Linked DNA regions of Mus musculus: regions 1, 2, 3 and 4 are each linked to region 5. The links are chromatin contacts, called in public promoter capture Hi-C maps. All regions are on one chromosome and are shown on one strand. The core of a region is the stretch at or near the end of the contact, and the rest is flanking DNA. Distances in the headings are between cores, read along the strand shown. Region 1 holds the start of Srcap (Snf2-related CREBBP activator protein). Region 2 holds the start of Setd1a (SET domain containing 1A). Region 3 holds the start of Phkg2 (phosphorylase kinase, gamma 2 (testis)). Region 4 holds the start of Pycard (PYD and CARD domain containing). Region 5 holds the start of Tufm (Tu translation elongation factor, mitochondrial).

Evidence for each region. Promoter capture Hi-C pulls out the DNA fragments that hold promoters and counts their contacts. Capture Hi-C pulls out chosen DNA fragments and counts their contacts.
Region 1: a promoter capture Hi-C map of liver shows a contact between it and region 5, with 3 times the contacts expected there. The contact joins the promoter of Srcap here to the promoter of Tufm in region 5. A contact is called at or near these places in 3 of 39 promoter capture datasets (hippocampal neurons, liver and pre-B cells), 1 of 484 Hi-C or Micro-C datasets (cortical neurons) and 2 of 9 other capture datasets (adipose tissue and liver).
Region 2: a contact with region 5 is called in a promoter capture Hi-C map of liver, with 3 times the contacts expected there. The contact joins the promoter of Setd1a here to the promoter of Tufm in region 5. A contact is called at or near these places in 3 of 39 promoter capture datasets (the 3T3-L1 cell line, hematopoietic stem and progenitor cells and liver), 1 of 115 datasets of contacts at active chromatin or transcription factors (thymic regulatory T cells) and 2 of 9 other capture datasets (adipose tissue and liver).
Region 3: a contact with region 5 is called in a promoter capture Hi-C map of hippocampal neurons, with 2.1 times the contacts expected there. The contact joins the promoter of Phkg2 here to the promoter of Tufm in region 5. A contact is called at or near these places in 4 of 39 promoter capture datasets (cranial neural crest, hippocampal neurons, liver and 1 more), 1 of 484 Hi-C or Micro-C datasets (B cells), 1 of 115 datasets of contacts at active chromatin or transcription factors (stem cell-derived neural progenitor cells) and 2 of 9 other capture datasets (adipose tissue and pancreatic islet).
Region 4: a promoter capture Hi-C map of liver shows a contact between it and region 5, with 4 times the contacts expected there. The contact joins the promoter of Pycard here to the promoter of Tufm in region 5. A contact is called at or near these places in 1 of 39 promoter capture datasets (liver) and 1 of 9 other capture datasets (liver).

Annotation. Positions count from the first base shown.
Region 1 is chr7:127,510,599-127,513,298 of GRCm38.p6, reverse strand. It overlaps Srcap (Snf2-related CREBBP activator protein), which reads right to left and starts at 1,316. Exons shown (of 34, transcript NM_001304266.1): 1 at 961-1,316. It overlaps 1700008J07Rik (RIKEN cDNA 1700008J07 gene), which reads left to right and starts at 430. Exons shown (of 1, transcript NR_024331.1): 1 at 430-2,700.
Region 2 is chr7:127,775,951-127,778,650 of GRCm38.p6, reverse strand. It overlaps Setd1a (SET domain containing 1A), which reads right to left and starts at 1,262. Exons shown (of 19, transcript NM_178029.3): 1 at 1,138-1,262; 2 at 374-538; 3 at 50-145. The coding sequence starts at 523.
Region 3 is chr7:127,571,943-127,574,642 of GRCm38.p6, reverse strand. It overlaps Phkg2 (phosphorylase kinase, gamma 2 (testis)), which reads right to left and starts at 1,295. Exons shown (of 10, transcript NM_026888.3): 1 at 1,187-1,295; 2 at 677-789. The coding sequence starts at 771.
Region 4 is chr7:127,992,583-127,995,282 of GRCm38.p6, reverse strand. It overlaps Pycard (PYD and CARD domain containing), which reads left to right and starts at 1,416. Exons shown (of 3, transcript NM_023258.4): 1 at 1,416-1,900; 2 at 2,112-2,168; 3 at 2,318-2,700. The coding sequence starts at 1,630. The coding sequence ends at 2,571.
Region 5 is chr7:126,486,057-126,488,756 of GRCm38.p6, reverse strand. Tufm (Tu translation elongation factor, mitochondrial) reads right to left here and starts at 1,402. Exons shown (of 10, transcript NM_172745.3): 1 at 1,267-1,402; 2 at 975-1,169; 3 at 331-497; 4 at 3-107. The coding sequence starts at 1,309. It overlaps Gm46001 (a long non-coding RNA gene), which reads left to right and starts at 2,243. Exons shown (of 3, transcript XR_001778288.1): 1 at 2,243-2,275; 2 at 2,426-2,597.

The DNA of each region.
Region 1 (2,700 bases), core at 67-2,566, 1.0 Mb before region 5:
CTTTATAAGCAGACTTAAGTGAGGAAGGCGCCAAGGAGCCCTAACAGCCGGAAACAAGCAGGGTTAATAAAGTATTCAAGATCCGGAAGCATTTGCCTAGTTAATTCCTTATCTAGGTGTTGTGCTGCCTTGATTCACCCTTCAGAAATTCCAAGGATTGGAGGTAATCCAAAACCATGAGGCCCCAACTATGGACTCCAGCCTTCTTTATGACCTCCCAATACCCCCCCACCCCCCCCGCAGTGGACTGACCCAGCATGACCCTTGACCTCTGCCAAGTTTTGACTCCTCAGACGGCGGCCCCGCCCCCTCGCGGTCGCCCACCCCACCCAACGTGCTCGACCGGCTGGGGGAGGCGCCGGCGCGTGCGCGGCCCGGAGGCGGGGTGAGCCGGCGGCGCGCACGGCCAGATTGGGGAGGGGAGGAGGGGGGGATTCCCGCCAGAACCCGATCCCATAGACCGGGTCACAGGACTCAGATGTCCGCGTCCGTCGGCGCCCCCACATCCACAGACCGCAAAGAGCTCGGGAAGGAAGGGTTCGTGCGCCAAGTCTCGGGCTCCTAAATGGCTTATGGTGGGCGCGCGCCCGGACTACTCGTCCCGTGCACCCCTTTCCCTCGTCCGCGCCCCCGAGGGGAGGCAGGTTGGTGGGCGGGCAGAAGCGCACCTGGGTCCGTCCTCTCGAGGGCTGCTCGTTCGCGCACGCGTGCGCAGAAGGGCAGGAGGGGGGCGAGGCGCCGCTCTGACACCAGGTGCCGCTCGGCCCGACGCCCTCCCCCCCACCCCCGGCTCCGGGAGCGCGCGCAGGCAACCTCGCTCGCCAGCCCCGGGGCCCCGCCGGGCGGTGCGCGCGCAGCACCCCGGGAAGGTGGGAAGCGGCGCTCGCAGATGCGCGCGCAGGCACCCGTCAGGGGAGGGGAAAGTGTGGGGCCTCCGCCATCTTGTCTCCCTCTCCTTACCTGCGTCCTCGGGGGCGTGCTCACCACCCCCCCTCCCGCCGAGGAGGGGGGAGGGCCCCCTCTTGGTCGCCGCCTTCACCACTTTAAATTCCCCTAAGGGCCGTAACACGAGCCACCCCGATGCTCCCACCGCTTCCAGTCACGCCGCGAAGAGGTGCTTGGTGAGTTGAAGAAAAAGGAGACGCTACTCCCAGCGACCCCGCCGCCGCCTCCGCTGCTCCCGAGGCCTCACCAAAATGGCCGCCGCCGTCTCGGCCGCCACCGCCACTAGCACCACCACTACCACCACCACCAAGGCTCGTTATCGCTACCGCCAGAGCGGCCCGTCTTCTCGCGATACACAGTAACTGGAGGCTGAAGGGGCGGGTAGGCTCGCGTGCTAGCGTAGGACTGTGCGGCGCAAAGCAAGGTGGGAGTTGTAGTTCGCTCCGAGGCTCCATGCTGGCCCAGCACGCTTCAATAGGTCTGAAACTCGTGCTGCATTGCAGCTGCCCACTGGGACCACCCTTTGGATTTCGGAGTTTTTGTTCTTACATATCACCCAGTGAAATGAAACAAATGAGTAGAAGAGCTTAGACCTACTGATTCCTACAGCAGTTACTTTTTGTTTTTGAAAGGTGAGGTCTAACAATGTAGCCTTGGCTGACATGGACTCGCTATGTAGATCAAGCTAACCTTAAACTTACAAAGTTGCTCCTGCGTCTGCCTGGAATGAACGTATGCACCACCACTACCAGCTGCGGTTGACTTTGTAACACCGGTTTTCCCAAGAACTCTCAAATACAAGTACCATAGGTTTGCAGTCTTTTACATTTAAGAACTATTTTGAGAGGTTGAGAACATAGCTCAGTGATTAAGAATATTGGCTGCTTCCACTTTGAGAGGACATTCTATCTCCACACTAAAGAAGCTCCTAACAGTTATTCCAGTTCCAAGGAATCCGACACCCTCTTCTGGCCTCAGAGAGCAATACACAAACACGGTGCACAGACATACACGCAAGTAAAACTCCCATTCAAGTCAAATAAAAATCCTTAAGGAAAAAAAGGCTGGGTGGTGGTGGCTCATGGCTTTTAATCCCAATAGAGGCTGACGAATCTCTGACTTCAGAGCCATCCTGGTCTATGAAGCTAGCTCTAGGACAACCAAAGCTACAGAGAAAAATTCCTGTGTCTAGGGGGGAAAAAATCTCTTAGAGAATCTGATACTCCCTTCCGATTTTAAGGATGCATTTATTATCTACAACGGTTCCAAGGAAGATTTTGAGCCATTGGTTACATAACAAGACCCTGCCCCAAAACATAACTAATAATTAAGAAAACAGGATAAAAATAAATCAGCGATGGACAGAGGAGAAGCTATTGAGGGGAAATGGAAGTTGAATAGAGACTGGAAGAAAGATTCTTTACAGCTAGGTATGGTAGCATAAATGCACAATCCCAATTTACTGGTTGAGGCCAACCTGTGCTGTTGCATAAGTCAATACAAACAACCACACAGAGCACACACACACTAATATTCTAAAGTTCAAGATTATCCTGTCTAAAAAAAAGGATATGCATATAATCTTATAGTAACTATGTGTTGCTTTTTTTCACTTTAGTACTTTAAAGGTGTGTGTGTGTGTTTAAATAATTTACAGAGGCAGAGCTGGAGAGATGTTTTAAGTGGTTAAGAGCACTGGCTGCTCTTCTAGAGAACACAGGGTTTGATTCTCAGCACCCACATGGAAGCTTTTAA
Region 2 (2,700 bases), core at 13-2,512, 1.3 Mb before region 5:
CTTGACACTCTCCAAGGACCAACATGCAGGGAGACCAGCAGGCACTCACCTTAAACTTAGGAACCGGGAGGGAAAAGTCTCTGGCTTTGGACCTGACATGACAGCGGGGGTCCTGGAGGTCTTCCACGGGGGTATACTTTGAGTCCTAACAAAGAAAGCAGGAAGAGATGAAACCAGGCTGAAAATTCACCAGCCTACTGACTCTATAAAGCCCATGTAGAAGCCAACATACAGAAGAGCTGGGAGAGCTTGCTCATTCTCAAAAAACCAAACTACAGGTATAGGAAGTCTGGGTGTTGAATACTGAACAGGGGGAAGCGGGGAGGGGAGATTGGAGGTCCAAATAAGTCAAGAAAGGCTCGAGGGCACTCACACTGACACTGAAGTGGACTCCGTCATAGCGGTACACCTTCTGGGAAGGCCTGCGCAAAGCAGGGTCCAAAGCAGGATCCACTATGAGCTTGTAGTTCCGCCACTGGAAGCTCGGGGCTTTCTGCCCGTCTCCCCCACCTTCCTGGTCCATCTTTGCTCATTTACACTGTCAGGAAAAGAGGGATACGGAATGGGAGTCCACGACTTAGGCCTGACTCCCTTGCTGTCCCCTCAATGTCTAGCCCCGATTCCAGGGTCTCACATCAGTCCAGTCCCCGACACCTCAGCATGACCCGTGGCTCCCTCAGATCTTGCCCTGAGGAGCTGGGCTCACTATGGCACTCCATTCCTCTCCATCCCCAATTCTACCCTCAGGGCCCAGGCCCATCTCGCGCCCCCTTACCTTCCCGCTCTCCCCAGCGCGCCCCACTTGGCCTCCACGCAAGACCCCTCCCCCGTCCCCTCGCAGGCCCCGCCCCCTCCCGCCTCCTCACCGGCCAAGCGGCCCGGGCCGAGCCCCGCTCCCGCTCCCACACAGCCGCTCGCGTCCCCGCGCCCCGATCCTCCGAACCAGAGGTGGCACCTCTTCGGGGCGTTGGAAACACCGCGAGACCGAATCTGAGACCCAGCTTCGGTCCCTGAATCCAGGCGGGGGGGTGGGGGGAGGTAACGCGCGCCGCTGCCCTCTCCTCCCGCCCGGGCGCGTTCGGTGTCGTCCACCCCCCCCACCCCGTCGGCGCGCACGCGCGCCGGGGCCCTACTCACCCGCTCGTGGCGAGCGGCTCACCCTCCCCCCACCGCGCGCAGCACCTCAGCGGCGTGAGGCGGCGGCGGCGGCGGCGGCAGCGCGAGACCCGGCCCCGCAGCGGTGGCGGCGGCGGCGCCCCCCCACCACCACCTCCCCGGCGCGCGCACCAAACACCACCGCCACCTGCGCGAGGCCCAGCGGGCACAGCGTCTGCATCCGCACTTTCGCTACAAGGACTGCGGAGCGATCCACGGGGCCGAGGGTAGCGGCCTTGCCTCGGCCGGCGCCCTGCGAGGCTCGGGAGTTGTAGCCCAGGGAGCCTGAAGATGGGCCGCATTCCCCGGAGAGTGGACCGCACCACCCTGATCCAGCTGCTCCGGCCTTGGGGTTCCTGGCGAATCGGCGGCGACGAAAGCTGCGACGAGCCCCTGAGGGAAGGGGGCGGAGCGAGGGGGAGGACGCCAGCCAGAGCTCGGGAGATTTGAGTGGCGCGTCCAACGACGCAGATTCGCGAGGCGGGCGGGGCGAATGAGTGGACAGGATGCGCGCTCCTCGGCTCCTCTTCCCTGCCCCTTCCTTGCGCAGCCCGAATGCCTATGAGGCTGCAGTGCAGATTCGCCACCGTCCTGGGCTTTGGCCGTCACCTCTTCTCACCTGCTGTAGAGTCAAGAAAATGACGCCTGGCTCGCCAAGCCCTGTTGGCAGAGTCGACCTCTAGTCCTGGATTTTTTTTTTTTTCAGTAGAACGACTCAAGGAACAGCACACTTCCTACTTAGTGCGAAATGGTTACAAGGAAGAAGTCTTCTCGGCGTTTCCTGAAAATTTTCAGACAAGAAAAGCTGCCCAAATAATCCTAAGGAGTCGGGTAGCGAATCTGCCGATCCGGTTGTGGGCGGGGCTAACGAGAGAGGCGTGGCCAGGCGTGCGGAGCCCGGCGTAACGGGCTGCTTCCCTTAGAATCCACCAAAACCTGGGAGGGGTGGGAGGTGGAAAAATACAACCAGGAGGGGTGACTCAGGCGCTTTGCCTACCGACGCACAGAGTGAAATGATCGGTTCCTTCCCGCTTTTATATTCGGGCTCCTGTTGTTTTTCAGACAGCATGACATCGAACTTGCTATATAACGGAGGATGGCCTCGAACTCCAGATCCTTTTGCCTCTATTTCCTGAGTACCGGAATTACAGGTGTGCACACCATAACCGGTTTATAGCATGCTGGGAGATCTAACTCAGGGCTTTCTGCGTGTTAGGCCAGTACCCTAGTTACACCTCCCTTGGGCTAGTTTTAAAATGTTCCTTCTGAGCCGAGCAGTGGTGGTACACGTCTTTAATCCCAGGACCTGGGAGGCTGAGGCAGGTGGATTTCTGAGTTGGAGGCCAGCCTGGTCTACAGAGTGAGTTCCAGGACAGCCAGAGCTACACAGAGAAACCCTGTCTCAAAAAAAAAAAAAAAAAAAAAAAAAAAAAAAATGTTCAGTGGTTAAAATCAGGGTTCTGTTGAGCTTAAAAGAAACATAAAGACCCTTAAGTAGATCCTATAAAAAGTAAAGGTCTGATGTAACCCGGTTATTCTTGAGCA
Region 3 (2,700 bases), core at 46-2,545, 1.1 Mb before region 5:
TAAAGCCCCTCCTCTGTGGAGACCCCGTTGATTGAATCCTACTGCCTACTTATTTTTTCCCCTAACGCTCCTTTCGACCTTTATCTTTTTTTCATTATGTAAAGATAGAAACATTTCCAAGACAGAAACTTCCTCAGGGTTCCTGTTCTGTCACTCCCTCACCCGGTGTTCTTGGTGCTTAACACAACATAACCAATACACTATGCTTCTGAAACTAAACCATAAAGCATCTGTGGTGGCGATCACAGTAGCAATCCCTGCTCCCCTCCCCGACAGGGTTTCTCTGTGTAGTCCTGGCTGTCCTTGAACTTCCTCTGTAAACCAGGCTGGTGTCAACTCAACAGAGATTCACCTGCCTCTGCTGGGATCAAAAGCATTCACCACCACCGCCCAGCTCCAAGCATCTTTTCTACAGACCCCTACTTCTCGAACTAGATACCTTTGAAATGCTCACGTGATGGGTATTTTCTACCTTCCCGTTGTCTGGACCACAAACAATTGTTGACAATATAGATGAATAGAGGAAAAAATGCGGGTTAACTCGGAATACTAGCCAAGTCACTAACTGTTTTCCACTGTCCACTTCCTAACTATCCAGTCTTCAGAAGGAAGCCTTATTTCCTGGCTGGGAGCTGACTACACTGGGCCGGTGTATGCTTCAGCTGTGAAGGCTCACCTGCCAATGATGTCCTTAGGGTCGTACTTCTGGTAAAACTCTTTGGCCGCAGCCCAGTCAGGGAGTTCATCCTCCGGCCCCACGTCCAACGTCATTCTGAGGGATGTGGGGGCCTGGGAGGAGGAAACGGAGGGCAGTGAGGGCAAGGAGGCCCACAGGTTCTGAGAGGATGCACATCGTGGCTCCCGGGGGCGCAGCACCTGCGGCTGGGGCGCCAGGGTCCTGGGGGTTGGGGGTGGGGTAGGGGAAGGATCAGGACCGGGGAGACCACAACGAAGGGCCTAGGGGGGAGGGAGGGAAGCAGGGCAGGGAAGAGGATAGGGAAGGGCGGGAGGGGGGAAAGGTGGCTCGGAAGAAGGGGGAAATGGCACAAGTGCGGGCGGCTGTTACCGCGCAAGCGCACTTGGCGTCCACTGGGAGGGGCGCGGGGGTCTCGAGCAGGATGACCCGTGCGAGCGGGGAGGGGGAAGGGAGGGTGGGGGGAGGGGGGTGAGGAGGGAACAGTCTAACCTGCGCAAAGACCCTCAGCTGCTTGGTTTATGTTTGTTCCTTTGCTTTAACCTGTAAGGCTCCCACAGCGACCTAAGGCACCGCCCCCATCATTGCAGCCAATGGCCCCTGCTGTTTGAGAACTAGGGATTAGAAACCCTCCGATTGGAAAATGGCAGTCCAATAGGAAGACGGGATTCCAGGGCGGACAAGGCCGTTGGCGCTAGAAGTCCCCAAAAGGTCTCCACCATGAGGAGGAGCCTGAAAAACAGCCAATCAACATGTAGCACTTGCTTTTCTCTCCTGGTGCTGCTGGTCTGTAAAGAGACACGGAAGTTAGGTTACCGGAAATGTGATGTCTCCGCACTACCTCACCGTGCCCTCGGACAAGGCCCTTTTAGTTTCCTTCTGGAATCCTCATTTATTATAGTAAGAGCCTGTTCCAAAATTCCTTTTTTTGTGGAAACCTGCGTGTAGACAAGTGTGGTCATGCACGCTTAATCCCAGCACTAGGAGGCGAGGCAGGCAGATGGATCTCTTGAGATGGAGGCCAGCATGGTCTACAAAGTGAGTTCCAGGACCGGCAGGGCTGTTTATACAGAGAAACTGTTTTGAGAAACACAACAAAACAAAATGCATATGCAGCTTGGCCGTTTGGTCCTGACTAGAGCTTTCAGGATAGTGTCCATCATCCTGGGGTCACAGACTCCTACCGTCTTGCTCCCAGACCCTCCTGCATTAAGTACACAAGGTTGTTAAGGTCCTGCCTAGAGTAATTCCAAAGCCAGACATATCCTAAAACCAAGGTTCTGGAGTAACAGCAAAGAAAAAAGCAAATCCTCAAGGTTACAGTCCAGCAAAAGAGAAATGATAATTTTTGTTTTTTTAGACGGTGTCTCACTATGTAGCCCTTGTTAGTCAGGGATTCGTTGTGTATCCCAGGCTGGGGTGGAACTCCAAAGATCAGTCAGTTTGAGTGCTGGGATTTAAGGCTCAGGACGCCTAGATTACAGCATGATTTTCTAACAGCTTTTTCTATAAGGAAACCAAGTAATTTAGTGTTTTTGCTTTCTGTCACTGTAGAGCCTTTCCTCATCAAGCTTAACTTTAACAACTTGCAAAAATAGTTTTGAACTTTCCTAAGTAGGTTTGTTGTTGGTACACAGGGGATAATTATTCTGAAATTAGTCAAAATAATGTATTCATATAATTAGGAACCGAAGAGTCTTCCTATGAGAATATGAAATCTGGAACTAGAGGAAGAACTACAGGTAAAATTTGGGCAATGGTGAAAAACAGATTAAAAAATAATTTTATATTTTCCAGTATTGATTTCTAAAAGGACCCCCAAAACAGAAGCTAGTATAAAGTCTAAATGCTGATTTCTCTTGGTTGCAAACAAAGGAACCAGGGATCTTTGGGAAATGACCAAGGACAACAATAATGTGTCAGGAATCACAACCTGAGCCTCCCGATATTCCATTTAACTCACAGACTTTAAGTAGGTGGGGTTTACTGCATGTTCATTATACTTG
Region 4 (2,700 bases), core at 167-2,666, 1.5 Mb before region 5:
CATAATGATCTGAAAATTATGGAGGGATCAATGAGGAACCATAAGCCATGAGTCAAGGTACACTGGCTATCTCACCACAATTGCTGCTGGTATACCATGCCACAAGGATGGACACTCTGTCACCCTGCAAACTTAATCCATAGTTGTAAAGTGTCAAGAGTTAAAACTCTGCTGGTCCTAGTGGCACACACCTTGATCCAAGCACTTGCGATGCAGACACGTGGATCTCGAGTTCCAGGACAGCCAGGGCTACAGAATGGCATCCTGTATAGAGGAGGGAGGCTCCTTAAGCCAGATGTGGTAGAATACACCTGCTATTCCAATTCCAACCAGTCAGGGGGCTGAGCAAAAAGGATCAGGAGTTCAAGACTAGCCTAGCTTACACAACAAGGTTATCTAAAGTAAATAAATAGGCAAAGCATTAAGTGGTGACTAGGTAGCGGGCCCTTGGCACATGCTGGGCATTATAACAACCTCCCTAGCCTCCCCTCCCCCACAAAAGCACAAGAGCTACAAAAAAGTAGCTTTGTTCACTAGCAGCAATATGATCTAGATGGGTAGATGGAGGACTCTTAAGACTGGACTCTCGGAGGAAGTAACATTTAACCTGAGGGTTGAGGAGCCAAGCATTTGTCTGAGAGAGAAGCAATTTCAAGGTTTAGGGAACAGCATGTGCAAAGAATTGAAAAAGCAACTCCAGAGGAACTGAGCTTGAAGATAAGGGTAAACTGGCAGTGTGGTATAAAACAAGACTGACTAGATCAAAACTGGGATGGACCAGTAGACCCCCAGCCATGTTTAAAGCCAGTTAGGAATTCTGGGTACAGAGCAGGCTCCAAGGTCATCCTAACCAGCCCAGGAGTAAGGGGGTAGCTAGCTGTCTACTCAGGTCTCTACACTCCAGTTGTCATCACACTACAAAATATTTAATAGCTGGGGCATTTGGTAAGGTTTCAAGAAGCCTTAGCCCTTCCAACCCAACCCATCATGAGCCCAGGTCCCCCACCTTCTAGCAGATGTGAGGCTGAGAGATGGGAGTGACAAAAACTTTTAGCTGAAAGAAACTAAGGTGAAGACATAGTCACTCTCTTTCGCACTTCATTTTGTCCAAATCTGTGGAATTCAAGGGGCTTAGTGTTCTAGCTGTTAAAATTCTAATATTCAATGGCATGTGAGTGGATCCTAAGATCTGGGGAAACAAAATTTGGGGCGTCTAGATTTCCAAGATTCTAAACCTCTATGCTCCAAGAAACTCAACAGAAACAGGTTGCTTTTCAGCAACAGCTGGTTTGCAAGTAAGCTCTATTGAGTCTCTCAGCATCTCCGGACCTGCCAGAGTAACAACTTAGCTCCACCCTCTGTCCCCACCCCACTTCCTCCACCAACCCACCTCCACCTAGTTTCTTCAGCCTAGCCAAAAAGCCAAGTCTGAAAGTCTTAGGGGCGGAAACCAAAACTAGTTTGCTGGGGAAAGAACAGGAGCTGTAAGAAAAGAGGGTGGGGGAGTCCCAGCATGCCCATCGGCCTAAGCAGCTGACTTCCTGGTCTTGGCGGGCTGGCAGCAGGCAGGCTGCAGCAGGCGAGCAGCAGCAAGAGTAAAAGGTGACCGCGGCTGCCCACCCCAGAGCCATGGGGCGGGCACGAGATGCCATCCTGGACGCTCTTGAAAACTTGTCAGGGGATGAACTCAAAAAGTTCAAGATGAAGCTGCTGACAGTGCAACTGCGAGAAGGCTATGGGCGCATCCCACGCGGGGCCCTGCTGCAGATGGACGCCATAGATCTCACTGACAAACTTGTCAGCTACTATCTGGAGTCGTATGGCTTGGAGCTCACAATGACTGTGCTTAGAGACATGGGCTTACAGGAGCTGGCTGAGCAGCTGCAAACGACTAAAGAAGGTGAGTGTGTCCCCTTGTTCGTCTACCCTCAACTTCCTGCACACCAGCAGAGGCTTGCCTCTTTGGCGCTTAACTGTTCCTCCTGCCATAGCCAAAAAAAAAAAAAAAAAAAAAATCTTCCCTTTGTAGCCTTGAACTTAGCACCGTGGGTGGAGTGGGAGTGAACCCCTGAAAGTCTGTTGATAAAGATCCACCTGGCATTTCTTTGCAGAGTCTGGAGCTGTGGCAGCTGCAGCCAGTGTCCCTGCTCAGAGTACAGCCAGAACAGGTGAGGCCTCCCCACCCTACCACACCCTTGCACAGCCTATCTTTGCCTATGTAGTCATGGTGGGTGGCTTTCCTTGATTCTCCAACCCCTAAAACTGCGTTAGTAAATTTTGAAGCAGTTTTAAACACTGCTTTCACTTCCACCCTCAGGACACTTTGTGGACCAGCACAGGCAAGCACTCATTGCCAGGGTCACAGAAGTGGACGGAGTGCTGGATGCTTTGCATGGCAGTGTGCTGACTGAAGGACAGTACCAGGCAGTTCGTGCAGAGACCACCAGCCAAGACAAGATGAGGAAGCTCTTCAGCTTTGTTCCATCCTGGAACCTGACCTGCAAGGACTCCCTCCTCCAGGCCTTGAAGGAAATACATCCCTACTTGGTGATGGACCTGGAGCAGAGCTGAGGTATCTTTTCCAGCTACATTATCTAGCTCCTGACTTTGTATACACAATTTTTGAAAAAACAATTTGTATTTGTGTTTACTCTCTGGGATGTTTTTGCTGAGCTAAGCTACATTTCCAAAGGCCATATG
Region 5 (2,700 bases), core at 153-2,652:
ACCTGTTTAGCTAGCAGTAAGTGCTCTCGGGTCTGGGGCATGGGGCCATCATTAGCTGCCACCACCAGGATACAGCCATCCAGGGGGGCAGTGCCTGTGATCATATTCTGGGTGGAAGAGGAAGAAGGTCAGCTTAGTTCAGGGACCTCTTCAACATGCATCCTCTAATGAGAAGTAGCTGTGAAGATCTCCATCTCTCTGCCATGTCTTCACCACCCACAGCCACAAATCCTTGTTCTTATATTCAAACACCGCCACTATTTTATAACCTCCCCCCCTCACACCTCCACTGAACGGAAGCAGGTGCTGGCTGTCCCCAGCAACCCTCACCTTAACATAATCTGCATGACCAGGACAGTCTGTGTGGGCATAGTGTCGGGCAGCAGTGCTATACTCCACATGGGCTGCATTGATGGTGATGCCCCGAGCTCGCTCCTCTGGGGCATTGTCTATCTCCTCGTACTTCTTGAACTTAGCTCCACCTCCCTCGGCTAGAACTACCGGAGGAAGAGAACACACCTCTCAACTCAGGGTCAGAGCTACAGACAAGGCTCGGGGCACACGCCTGAACCCCTCATACAGAAACAATCTGGAAGGATAAATCTCTGTTAAATCTCAATTCTAGGAAATCTCAAATGTAATTCTAGGAAAGATAACTTTGTAAGACAGTGAGAGAATTTCCTAAGGTGTGTGCTCATCACAGACGCTTCCAATTCTTCGCTGACAGCATCTCTTTACAGACCACTCTACACTGGATGGAAACCATTCACAGTTTTCATTTTATGCCTCACAGAGCTCTTCCTGTACAGGGAAACCTGTCTCCTGCATCTTCCCACCAGCCTTCGTCCCAAGTGTCTCTTGGAGCCATGCTAAAGTTCAGCGGACTACAAGACACCCACCCTACGCTCTAGTTCTGACTCTTCCAGCTGACAGGACATTGCCCGACGCCTCCAACCCAACCCAACCCTACTCACTTTTCGTGATGGCTGCAGTCAGGGTGGTCTTGCCATGGTCCACATGTCCGATGGTACCCACATTCACATGGGGCTTGTCGCGTACATAAGTCTTCTTGGCCTCCACAGCTAGGCCGCGACACAAGAAGGGTGATGCGGGAGCCTTCAGCGGCCGCAGCCGACCTTGCAGAAATGGGGTCGGGCTGGCGCAGAGACCTGCGGGGAAAGGCACTTGGGAGTCAGGGATCCGAACCCAGCTACCCTCCGCGCCCCTCGCAACTCCGGGCTGCCTGCGTCCAACCCGCCCCCTCACCGCTGAAGCGGGGCGTCGCTCGCAATAGAGTGGCTGCCGCCATTGTGGTAGTACTCGGTGACCGGGACCGGGAACTAGGCACCCGGGGCCCGCGCGTGCAGGGAAGGACGGGCACTTGGGACTGCAGATCACTTCCGGCGGAAATGAGGGTCCGGACAGCGAGTTTAGGAGCCTCTAGCAGACAGTTTCTATGGCCACGGCCACTGATATCCGGGCATGGAGCGGAAGAGGGGGTTTCTGGTGTCTCGCGGGGGACGATGGGGAATTTCCACAGTTCAGCCTGAGGGGGCCGCTTTAGGAGGAAAATGCGGAGCGCCCCATAATGCACGAGCGCCCCCGAAGGCTTATGGGTGTTGTGGTTTCCAGGGCAGCGGGCTTGGGTCAGTTTGTGACAGGCTTTAGCTTCGCCTGGGTTCGGTCCAGAGAGAAGATCTCCCAGCCTGTAAGAGGCAAAATTAACGAGAGTCAGGGATGGAGTCCCGGGAGTTCCAGTCCTTGGCCATTAAATAACTGCCCCCATATCTCTTGCAGGGATCCTGTGCTTTCTAACATTTTGAAGTCAAACCCTCCTCCCCCAATAGTCCTTTGGACGCTTGACAAGCAGTTTTCTTTCCTTTTTCTTCCTTCTTCCCCACTACCTTCCGAGACAGGGTCTCCTTGGCTGGCCTATGTAGACCAGGCTGGTCTTCCAGCTCTAGAGAAATCTCCTGTCTCAGTGCTGGGATTAAAGGAAGTTTTTTTTTTACTGTTAGTTGAATCTTTTGTATACCCAGCAAATGTTTGTTCCCTAATGAATAAGTGGTTTTTGTTTTTGTTTTTTTTTAAGATTTATTTATTCTATGTAAGTACACTGTAGCTGTCTTCAGACACACCAGAAGAGGACATCAGATCTCATTACGGATGGTTGTGAGCCACCATGTGGTTGCTGGGATTTGAACTCAGGACCTTTGGGAGAGCAGTCAGTGCTCTAAACCACAGAGCCATCTCTCCAGCCCCCTAATGAATAAGTGTAAGTATAGTAATGACTTTTAACTGTCACATTCATCTTTTCGCACAGCTTCTTCAACTCTCACAAATAATAGAAGCTTCTTAACTCTGTCTTTCTTTCTGAAATTTACCCTATCAGCTTAATTGACAGTATCTTTTCCAAATGCTGTAGATTCCCTCATTCCATCCCTAGAGAGATGTCTAGGCACAAGCAAGCTACATCACATCTCTTCTAAAAATCAAGTGGAAGGAGATACAGGTACACACTTGTGACCCCAGCACTTAAGACACTGCAGCAGGAAGTCCAGTCCTAAGGCCTGAGCACAGATTGAAACTCTGAAAAGGTAAAGATAAAGGACAATAGAGTGTTACTGGAATCTTGTGCTAGACTCCCCTCAGTCTTTGTGATTTTTTTTTTTTTTTTTTTATCTAACGAATCCAGGCTGG